Regions from separate parts of the Mus musculus genome. Here all the other regions are linked to region 1. Evidence: chromatin contacts called from public Hi-C and HiCAR-type data. All regions are on one chromosome and are shown on one strand. Each heading gives the region's core, a stretch centred on a gene start, on an enhancer-like site or on the middle of the called end of the contact. The rest is flanking DNA. Distances are from core to core; before and after follow the strand shown. Region 1 holds the start of Rap2b (RAP2B, member of RAS oncogene family). Region 2 holds the start of P2ry14 (purinergic receptor P2Y, G-protein coupled, 14). Region 3 overlaps Med12l (mediator complex subunit 12-like).

Region 1 (2,758 bases), core at 147-2,646:
TAATGGCTATTTAAACGGGGAAATATGCATGAACCAAAATCAACGAGGAACGTACACGCTGTATAGAGCCATTTTTCCACCGGGGTCTCAGATGCTCTGCAACGTACACCCTCTCAGACCCTGGCTGAAGGCTGGGGATGCTGGCTACACAAGTCAGCCAGGTTCCTCGGACATCCCAGCCAAGACAACAAAGTCGTCTCCAATCTCAAAGCAAGAAGACAATCACATTAAGAGAATCGGGTGCGTTTGGCTTTGTGCACAGAGCGTGGCCAGCGCCCGGCGGCAGACGGCGCCTCACAGGATCACGCAGGCCGAGCAGCAGCCCTCGTCGCCGTTGGGCTGTGCCGCGTAGTTCATCTGCCTCACGATCTCTGCGAATAGCTCATCCACTGAGGCTTTGTTTTTGGCCGATGTCTCCATGAAGGGGCAGCTCCACTCCTCGGCCAGGGCCTTACCCTCGCCATAGGAGACCTCACGTTCACCCTCCAAGTCCACCTTGTTGCCTACCAGGATCATGGGTACGCGCTCGTACCGCTTCACGCGGATGATCTGGTCCCGCATGGGCTTGATGTCCTGGAAGCTCTGCTGGTTGACCAGGCTGTAGACGAGAATGAAGCCCTGGCCATTCTTGATGTACAGGTCCCGCATTGAGGCGAACTGCTCCGTGCCCGCGGTGTCCAAGATCTCCAGCACCGACGGCGACGAGTCCACCTCGATCTCCTTGCGGTAAAAGTCCTCGATGGTCGGGTCGTACTTCTCGATGAAGGAACCTGTTACGAACTGCACGGTGAGCGCGGACTTGCCCACGCCGCCCGAGCCCAGTACCACCACTTTGTACTCTCTCATGGCTCCGTCGGCGCCCTCGTCGCGCCTGCCGCGGCCCCGTCGGGGCTGCGCGCCGGGGAAGGCTGGGCTGGGCGGACGGGTGGACTTCTCCCCTTCCTCAACTTCGCAGGAAAAACCCCGGCGAGACTAGCCCGGTAGCACGGGCTCGCCAACAGACTAGCAGAGCCCCGCGCCAGGCCGACCGGCAGCGGGGGCGCGTCCCTAGGGCGCGGGTCCCGGGCCCCGCAGCAGCCCTGTCGGAGGACCCTGAGGACAATGCGCGCAGCCGGAGCAAGACAACGGCTGGAGCTCTTCGCCCCGGCAGCCTGGGAGGGCCGGGAGGAGGTGGCGGCTGGTTGCAGAGGCGGCTGCTAATTGGGCGTCCGGCTGAGACACGCGTGGCATGAGTCCCCGCGGAACGTGCGTCCAGCTCCGCGACCCATCACTCTCTCTCCTCTGTCTCCCGCAGCCTCCGCTGGGCGAGGGCTTCCTACTCGCCGCGCGCAGCCCAGCCCTCCCCGCCCAGCCGAGCATGCCCAGTACGTCGCCCGCGGTGCCCCGCCCGAACTCCGCTCCAGCTTTTCCGCCGCATCGGGAGGGGGCGTGACAGAGGGTGTGGCAAACAGGGGCTGGGCGGGGCAGGGCGGGGCGGCGCGAATCTTGGAACTGGGCAGTCTTGCTTGTGTGTGCTTGTAAGTGGAAAGCTCGCCAAACCGAAGTCACCTCGGTCGGGGCTGTGCGGCTGCCGGCCTCCTATGGGGACAGCAGGCAGCAGCTGGCTGCGACCTCTTCGTCGGCTTGCGCTGTTAAAGGATAGACACTTGTCCCCGAACTCAGGCTGCTGCGCGCCTCTCAGGATCGTACACTTGCAGGGCATTTTTCAGGCCCCGGAAGGTAGCAGAGGTTCGTGCTCCCACTTGGCCCGGTGTTCCTCAGTTTCCCACGAAGAACTCGACCTGAGTCCCTGTCCGGACAAGGAGTTAGGGCTGGGAATCTGTGGAGAGCTGCAGCCTTCAGGGCAAGAGTTGCGGGGTCATCCTACGTCTCCCCCCTCCCCAACACCCCTTTGGTTAGAGCCAAAATATGGCTTGTGGATCGAGCCCCGTGGCTCCCGCACCGAGTCAGGGCATGCTCAGTCGGAGGAGCAGGTTTGGGGCTTGCAAGTAGGAAGGTTTCGCACCGCACACCCACACGCCAGCTCAAATTACCTCTCCCAGACTCCCAACTCATTGGCCCCAGGATGTGAGTCTCACACCCCCAAATGTTTTTCCATTGGCTGTTGCTGAGGTTTTGTCGCTTTAGACAGCTTCATTGGCTGCAAAGTCGCCTCCGCTCAGGATTGGTTATTTATAGAGATTGAGTGGAGAGGCGGAGGCCCAGCTGTTCCTTCTCCACTGCTCCCCGCCCCCTTCCACCCACTGCCCGGGCCTGTGCATCTGAAGCTGAGAGGGGAAAAGAAGGAATTTAGGTGGAGTGCTCCAAACTAAATATAGTCCTTTGTTGGTGTTCAGGAGGGAGTCTGACTTCTTTAAGCCCAGTCACGACCGTCCCTTAAAGAGAGCAACTAGAGCTCATTGCTGCTCCCCGTCTTTAAGAAACCCTGAAGTTCCTAACTTGATCTTAGCAGGAAGAAGGCTGGGATGAGCAATGAGCCACCGCAAGTTCGTGGCATCAGGGGAGGTGGGGCTGCCCGGGCTTGCCTCTTCCCAAAGCTCTGTTTGGTGGGGAGGGCAGTCTCAAGACTTGGCTCCGCTCAGTTGCACGGCGATGTGAGGTGACGCCTGGACTTGTCCCGAGTCTCTCTAGATCCTTGCTAGGAGAGATGTCGAGACCTGTCTGTGTACTGCACTGGCAGCGGGAGCCCGGGGGCACAGAGGGGTGGGGATCGGCTTTGTGTCGAGTCAACCAGGGTTAAGTAGCCAGGCTTGCTATC
Region 2 (2,758 bases), core at 151-2,650, 2.2 Mb after region 1:
TATTTTCTAATGCATCTGCAAAGGATGCTAGAAGAACAGTTTGATAGTTGCTTAGGAGATACGAGACAGTTTGAGGAACTTTTACTTTTGATTCGGTAAGACAGAGTTGGGCGGGAGGGGAAAATGGTGAGACCAAAAAAAAAAGAGAGAGAAATCTAAGAAAGACCAGAGAAAATGCTCCAGGTCCAGTGCTGGGTGGAAGCATTCAAAGTTGGCTTAAGCACATGGAGGAACCTCGGCATAATGGTACAGAGAGATGGTGTGGTATTGTGTTAATCCAGAGTACAACTGGAGAGCAAAAAAAAAAAAAAAAAAAAAAATCCATGGGAACAATTTGTTAAATACTCAGAAACAGGTCAGTTAGCAAACCAACATGGAAATAGTGCTATCCAAAATCAGACCGGAGTTGTGCTGATAAACTGGAGAAAGGTCGGAAGTCCCTACGCACCACTAAAGGATGGTGCAGACTGGGCACAATTAGCATCCCACAAGGACAGGGCATGTGTGTCCCAAAGAGGGGGCTGGCATCTTTTGAACCACTCTCTGCTCATCTGTTGCTGCATTGCCAGTACAGGGCAAGGCTCCTGTGGACACCCACACAGGTGTGCTTTACTCTCAGATAAATGTTCAGTTTTCCAGAAAAAATAAAGCAAAGGGGAGTGGGGGAACCTTAGCTAGTTAAAACCATGTGAATCAAAACTTTAAAATGAATCCAAACAGAGAACACTGTAGCTATTATTACTACAGCTTCACACAAAAGGTCATGGCTAGACATGGGAACAATCCATCCTCCTGCCGGCTGGGTTCCTCTCCCTCTTCACACACCCCTTCATGCTGTTTACCCTTGATCAGGCCTTGACAATCTGTAACCCTTAGCAAATCTACATCAGCTCCAACTTATATAAGCACAAACTAGAGCCGGCCTCCAAAAGCTGGTGGAAATCTGTACTGCTGGATGCTCAGGAATTTGGCGAGCCATCAACATTTCAGAGGGTACTTTAAATGTTTTGGTTTGAGCCCTAATGCAGCACTTCCCGCTTGTCAACATGAACAGCCCAAGCTAAAAAGCAAAGTACATTTCCCTCAGTACCAGTCAGATGTTATACTAAGTCGCTGAACCAATCTTACCTACAGGGACTGTGGAGGCCAGAAGAATTGGTAAGTAGGAAAATTCCATCCAGTTCAGGGTAGAGTCAAAGACTACAGGTAATCCCAAAGTAAGATGGCTTTCTGCACTTTGAGTCTCCGAAATTGTTCCTATGTGATGAATGGAACACTGGATTTATAGGTGAGACTGGACTTTCCCTACGTTCAGCAAGGTAATGAAGCATGATTTTCTTCTGTGGGCTCACGGACTAGGAATTGGGAGTTCCTCTTTTAAGCAAGCTCTCAGGCTGATGCAGAATAGCAGTGTGCAGTAGCAGAGATGGGGTTAAAAGGAGTTATCTGATCCTGTGAAGGGGACAAGTGCAGCTGGGTTATGACGCAACCCTCGGAGCAAAGGCAGCTCAATAACTAAAATGCTTAGGAAAGAAAACAAATACAGAGCATGAAGGCCGCCACCCCAGCAGAGCTGAAGCCAGACGTGAAGGAGTTCATGTAAGGGAGTCCCTGCTGTCCTCCAGACACACTGATGCCTGGGCTACGGATGGGGACGGGGACGCAATGGTAAGTCACACTCTAATTTCAAAAGAGAGAAAGAGGAATCAGAGTGGCCTCCTGGTGCTTGTGTCTTAGGGTTTATATTTTCATTTCCTTGATCCTTAAGTTCTGATTTCTTCCTCTAAGGCTTAAAAAAAAATACGTAAAGAGTGGTTTTAGTTTCAATTCACGAGTGGCGAGGATGAAGAAGATACTTACAAAGTTCCATCTATAGTCTACTTTTCTGTAAATTGTAAAGTAACTTAAATGAAGCCTGACTAACATTTTTGTAACCTAAAATATACTTATGGTAAGCTCTAGTTTATTTATTCAACCACCTAAAGATTGATAGGTTAAAAAAAAAAACCTCATTTGATGGAAAATTTGTAAACTTGCAACTGTAGGGAGAGGTTTTGAGACTCAACCACAGCGTGCCCTCATGCTGAAGGAAGTTTAAAAGAAGTAAATTCAGTATTTACTATATCCTGACAACTTTAAAATATTAGCTAATCACAAGAAATTGTTATGGGTTGGGGTATAAAATACCTATGACCACTCTTCCTAAAAATAAAGAAGACCCTTCTCTGCCTTTAGCTCATGTCATGTGCACAAGAGCCAAGAGACACTGTGACAGCATGTCATGATTTTATATGACAGGGAGGATTTCTAGTTAACAGGTCCATGCACTGAGCTCATAGGTTACTGTCCTCCACCTTTAAGACTTGGAACACATGCTGTCAGATCGTCAGGTCACTGGGTGTTCCGAATAGGCAGGGGACACTGGAAAAAAAAATCTCTGTATGTCTCTGTCTTACCAATCTGAAACTGAGTTTAGCAAGTTTCAGAGTCAAGGTGACTTGTCTAATTAAAGGGCAAGACTAGTACTCAGAGAAACCATCCGGCTCCCAATCTATTTCCTTGTCTCTAGCATACAATGACTATGACTAATAAAAAATGTAATTTATGCATGAATAGGAGAGAAATGCAAGACTGTGCAGAACTGGCTAGCCCTTTAGCTGGATGTTTACATAATAAGGGCAGTAATCGAGTTATAGAAAATAGTTAATATTATTGGAGTCCCAAAAAGGGGGGGGGGGGCGAAGCAAGCTTGCAGATA
Region 3 (2,758 bases), core at 99-2,598, 2.2 Mb after region 1:
AAGACTTTGAGTTTTAAAAGAGATTGCATATTTTAAAGGGATTGAAATATATAATAATTTGTAAAGACTGTGGGACTCTTAAAGTCATTTAGATCTGGGTATGAATAAGAAAGCAAGGGTTGAGGCTTAATAGTGATGTGTTTGTGTGTCAAATTGACAAGGGGTCAATTGTACTAGCTAGTTTTGTGTGTCAACTTAACACAAGCTGGAGTTATCAAGTTATCACAGAGAAAGGAGCCTCCCTTGAGGAAATGCCTCCATGAGATCAAGCTATAAGTCATTTTCTCAATTGGTGATCAATGGGGGAGGGCCCCTTATGGGTGGGACCATCTCTGGGCTGGTAGTCTTGGGTTCTATAAGAAAGCAAGCTGAGCAAGCTAGGAGAAGCAACTCATTAAGTAACATCCCTCCATGGCCTCTGCATCACCCCCTGCTTCCTGATCTGCTTGAGTTTCAGTCCTGACTTCCTTTAGTGATGAACAGCAATGTGGAAATGTAAGCTGAATAAACTCTTTTCTCCCAACTTGCTTCTTGGTCATGATATTTGTGCCCTGACTAAGACAGTCTGTGATTCCCTTTATGTCCTAGATGGGTTCTGAACATATTCTCCTATGATGTCACATGGCATATAGACTCTAAATTTTCATTCTCAACTGAAAGGCATGCCTTCTGATAGATCATACATTATGACCATATATTCTTATCCAAATCACTCAGCTTTTTCTTGCTATAAACTAATGACCTTAAGCTGGATAATGTATAAACGAAAGTGGTGCTTACAGATCTAATCATTGGAAAGTCCCAGATGAAGGGGCATATAGATTCCTCAATGACAACACATTAGTGAAGCAACCCGAATGACAGATGTTGGGGAAACACAACTGTTCACTGGATAACACTGTTTCACCATCCCCGAGACACAAACAAAAGCAGAAACAAGGATGTTTCTTTAATGGCCCATTCCAACAAAGAAATTTGAGCTTCTTTTTCCCACGAATTAAACTAACTAGTCCAGACAAAGCAACTTGCCAGTTTTGGTGTCACATGTTTGCAATTCCAATTTAGGAGAGGTGGAAGAAGCAAGGTGAGTTCAAGGTCACCCTTGACTACCCAGGAAGTTGGAGGCCAGCCTAGACTCTATGGAACCATCTCAAATGACAAAAAGTACCCCAAACTACAAAGAAGGTAACTAGAGAGATGAGTAACCTGTACAGTATTAATTGCAGAAACCCACACACAGAATCTAGAATTATGTACTCTGCCCATATCAGTTTGCTGAGGAGAAAGAAAATGGCTCCTAAACAGTTTAAGAAAGCACACACCCTGGCTTGGGATCACTGAAGCACTTCCTCTAACTTGCAGTTAACCCTCAGGCAAGTCTCCACACCACAAACTTGCTGAGCCCTGCTCCTCCCACACATCACCCCAGCATGATAAGCAGCCTTTATTTTCCTGGACAACTCTGAGTTTATCCCCTATGGAATTTCTTCAGTTTCATCCCAGCTGGGGACTCTCCTTGAGTTTTCAAAGCTTACTTTCCAAACTTGTTCCATCCCCTGGCCAGAAAGACTAGCAGTGAGAGTCCTAATAAATAAACTATCACACCAAGGGTCGCCTTGCCCTCCCCAGTCTGTAGCAGTGTGAACTGCTAAGCATATCTGGCTTCAGATCCCTACAGAGCAGGCTCTGAAGAGCAGAGACAGGAAAGGAGCAAAGAGATGATCTAACACCAGGGCATGACCCTCACTGTCTGCAGACTAATTCTATGCCTGCGTTTCCTCTCAGTTACAGAACACTCAATAGACCAGTCCCTCTTCCAATAATAGGTTCCTAGTATATTCACTAAGCAGTCTTTTAAGTACTTCCTGTAGTACTGGACACTGAGGATATCAAATCAGAGAAGCCATCAAGAACGGTCACTGCCCACCGTCGCTAAGAATGATTCCAAAACAGAGCCCCCCTCTCCCCCCCCCCCAGATGTATCCAAACACTTCCAAGTATTATGACAGTTGAGTTCCTTCTTGGGATCCAAGCAGATAAGGAGAAACGTGATCTTTCTAACTTAAGTTAAAACACAGAACACCTGCTTCTGATTTCTTGACATCTTTTTCCAAAAGGACACACAAAGATGAAACACATGTGCAGGAGTTTCTGGTCTGTAACAATTAAGGTTCTCAACTTTGAACCTTTGCTAACATCAAGGCTTCCAGGAACACCAAGATCCTGCTGGAGTGACATCTGGCTGACATTTAAGTAGCACTGTGCTTCATCAGGACCCACATCCAAGTGAGGCTCTGTGTGCTGTGCATTACCACACAAATGCCCCACACAGGAACCATGTTATAAACTGATCTCTTTCAGCCTGCCAGAAGGTGGTAGCACTACATTAGACAATTGCTCCTCCATCATGCTCAGATGAAGAGACAAAACGACAGTGAATCCCTAAGGCTATCCGTCTTTAGCAGAAGGTATAGTTTGGCAACATGAGACTTCTATCGTGTGGCAGAGATTGAATAATGCCCTCATTCTTCATTACTCCAAGCCAACAGGTTCCAGCAGGATTTTGTGTGTCATACCGGGAAGCACAGCCATGCTCTGCATGCAATGTGTCACAGCAAGGTTAGACTTTTTAGAAGCTCCTTTCAAATTACTTTGGCAGACATCCTTAAAATACCTCAGCATACGGAATCACAAAGACCACACACAGCATGACATTTAGGACCCTATGTCTATACCACAGAGTAGTCATCGTTCTTTC

The links. A called contact is a pair of places that touch in the nucleus more often than the background predicts. HiCAR-type assays count read pairs that join an accessible place to other places.
Region 2: a contact with region 1 is called in a HiCAR-type map of astrocytes, with 4 times the contacts expected there. The contact joins the promoter of P2ry14 here to the promoter of Rap2b in region 1. A contact is called at or near these places in 1 of 39 promoter capture datasets (pre-B cells), 2 of 115 datasets of contacts at active chromatin or transcription factors (astrocytes and large pre-B cells) and 1 of 9 other capture datasets (liver).
Region 3: a contact with region 1 is called in a Hi-C map of uterus, with 4 times the contacts expected there. The contact joins the enhancer-like site here to the promoter of Rap2b in region 1. A contact is called at or near these places in 1 of 39 promoter capture datasets (pre-B cells), 1 of 484 Hi-C or Micro-C datasets (uterus) and 1 of 115 datasets of contacts at active chromatin or transcription factors (stem cell-derived neural progenitor cells).

The regions. Positions count from the first base shown.
Region 1 is chr3:61,363,145-61,365,902 of GRCm38.p6, reverse strand. It overlaps Rap2b (RAP2B, member of RAS oncogene family), which reads right to left and starts at 1,396. Exons shown (of 1, transcript NM_028712.4): 1 at 1-1,396. The coding sequence starts at 846. The coding sequence ends at 295.
Region 2 is chr3:59,129,404-59,132,161 of GRCm38.p6, reverse strand. It overlaps P2ry14 (purinergic receptor P2Y, G-protein coupled, 14), which reads left to right and starts at 1,400. Exons shown (of 2, transcript NM_001287124.1): 1 at 1,400-1,668. The coding sequence starts at 1,666. All of the region lies in intron 15 of Med12l (mediator complex subunit 12-like), which reads right to left.
Region 3 is chr3:59,169,046-59,171,803 of GRCm38.p6, reverse strand. The region is part of intron 15 of Med12l (mediator complex subunit 12-like); the gene reads right to left. Among named protein-coding and RNA genes, the nearest start is that of F630111L10Rik, 17 kb to the right of the region's middle. Within about 2 kb of position 1,348, at least 22 of the 459 cell types and tissues checked have an H3K27ac peak or open chromatin away from gene starts, as enhancers often do. A contact at or near this core is called in uterus, where this site is marked.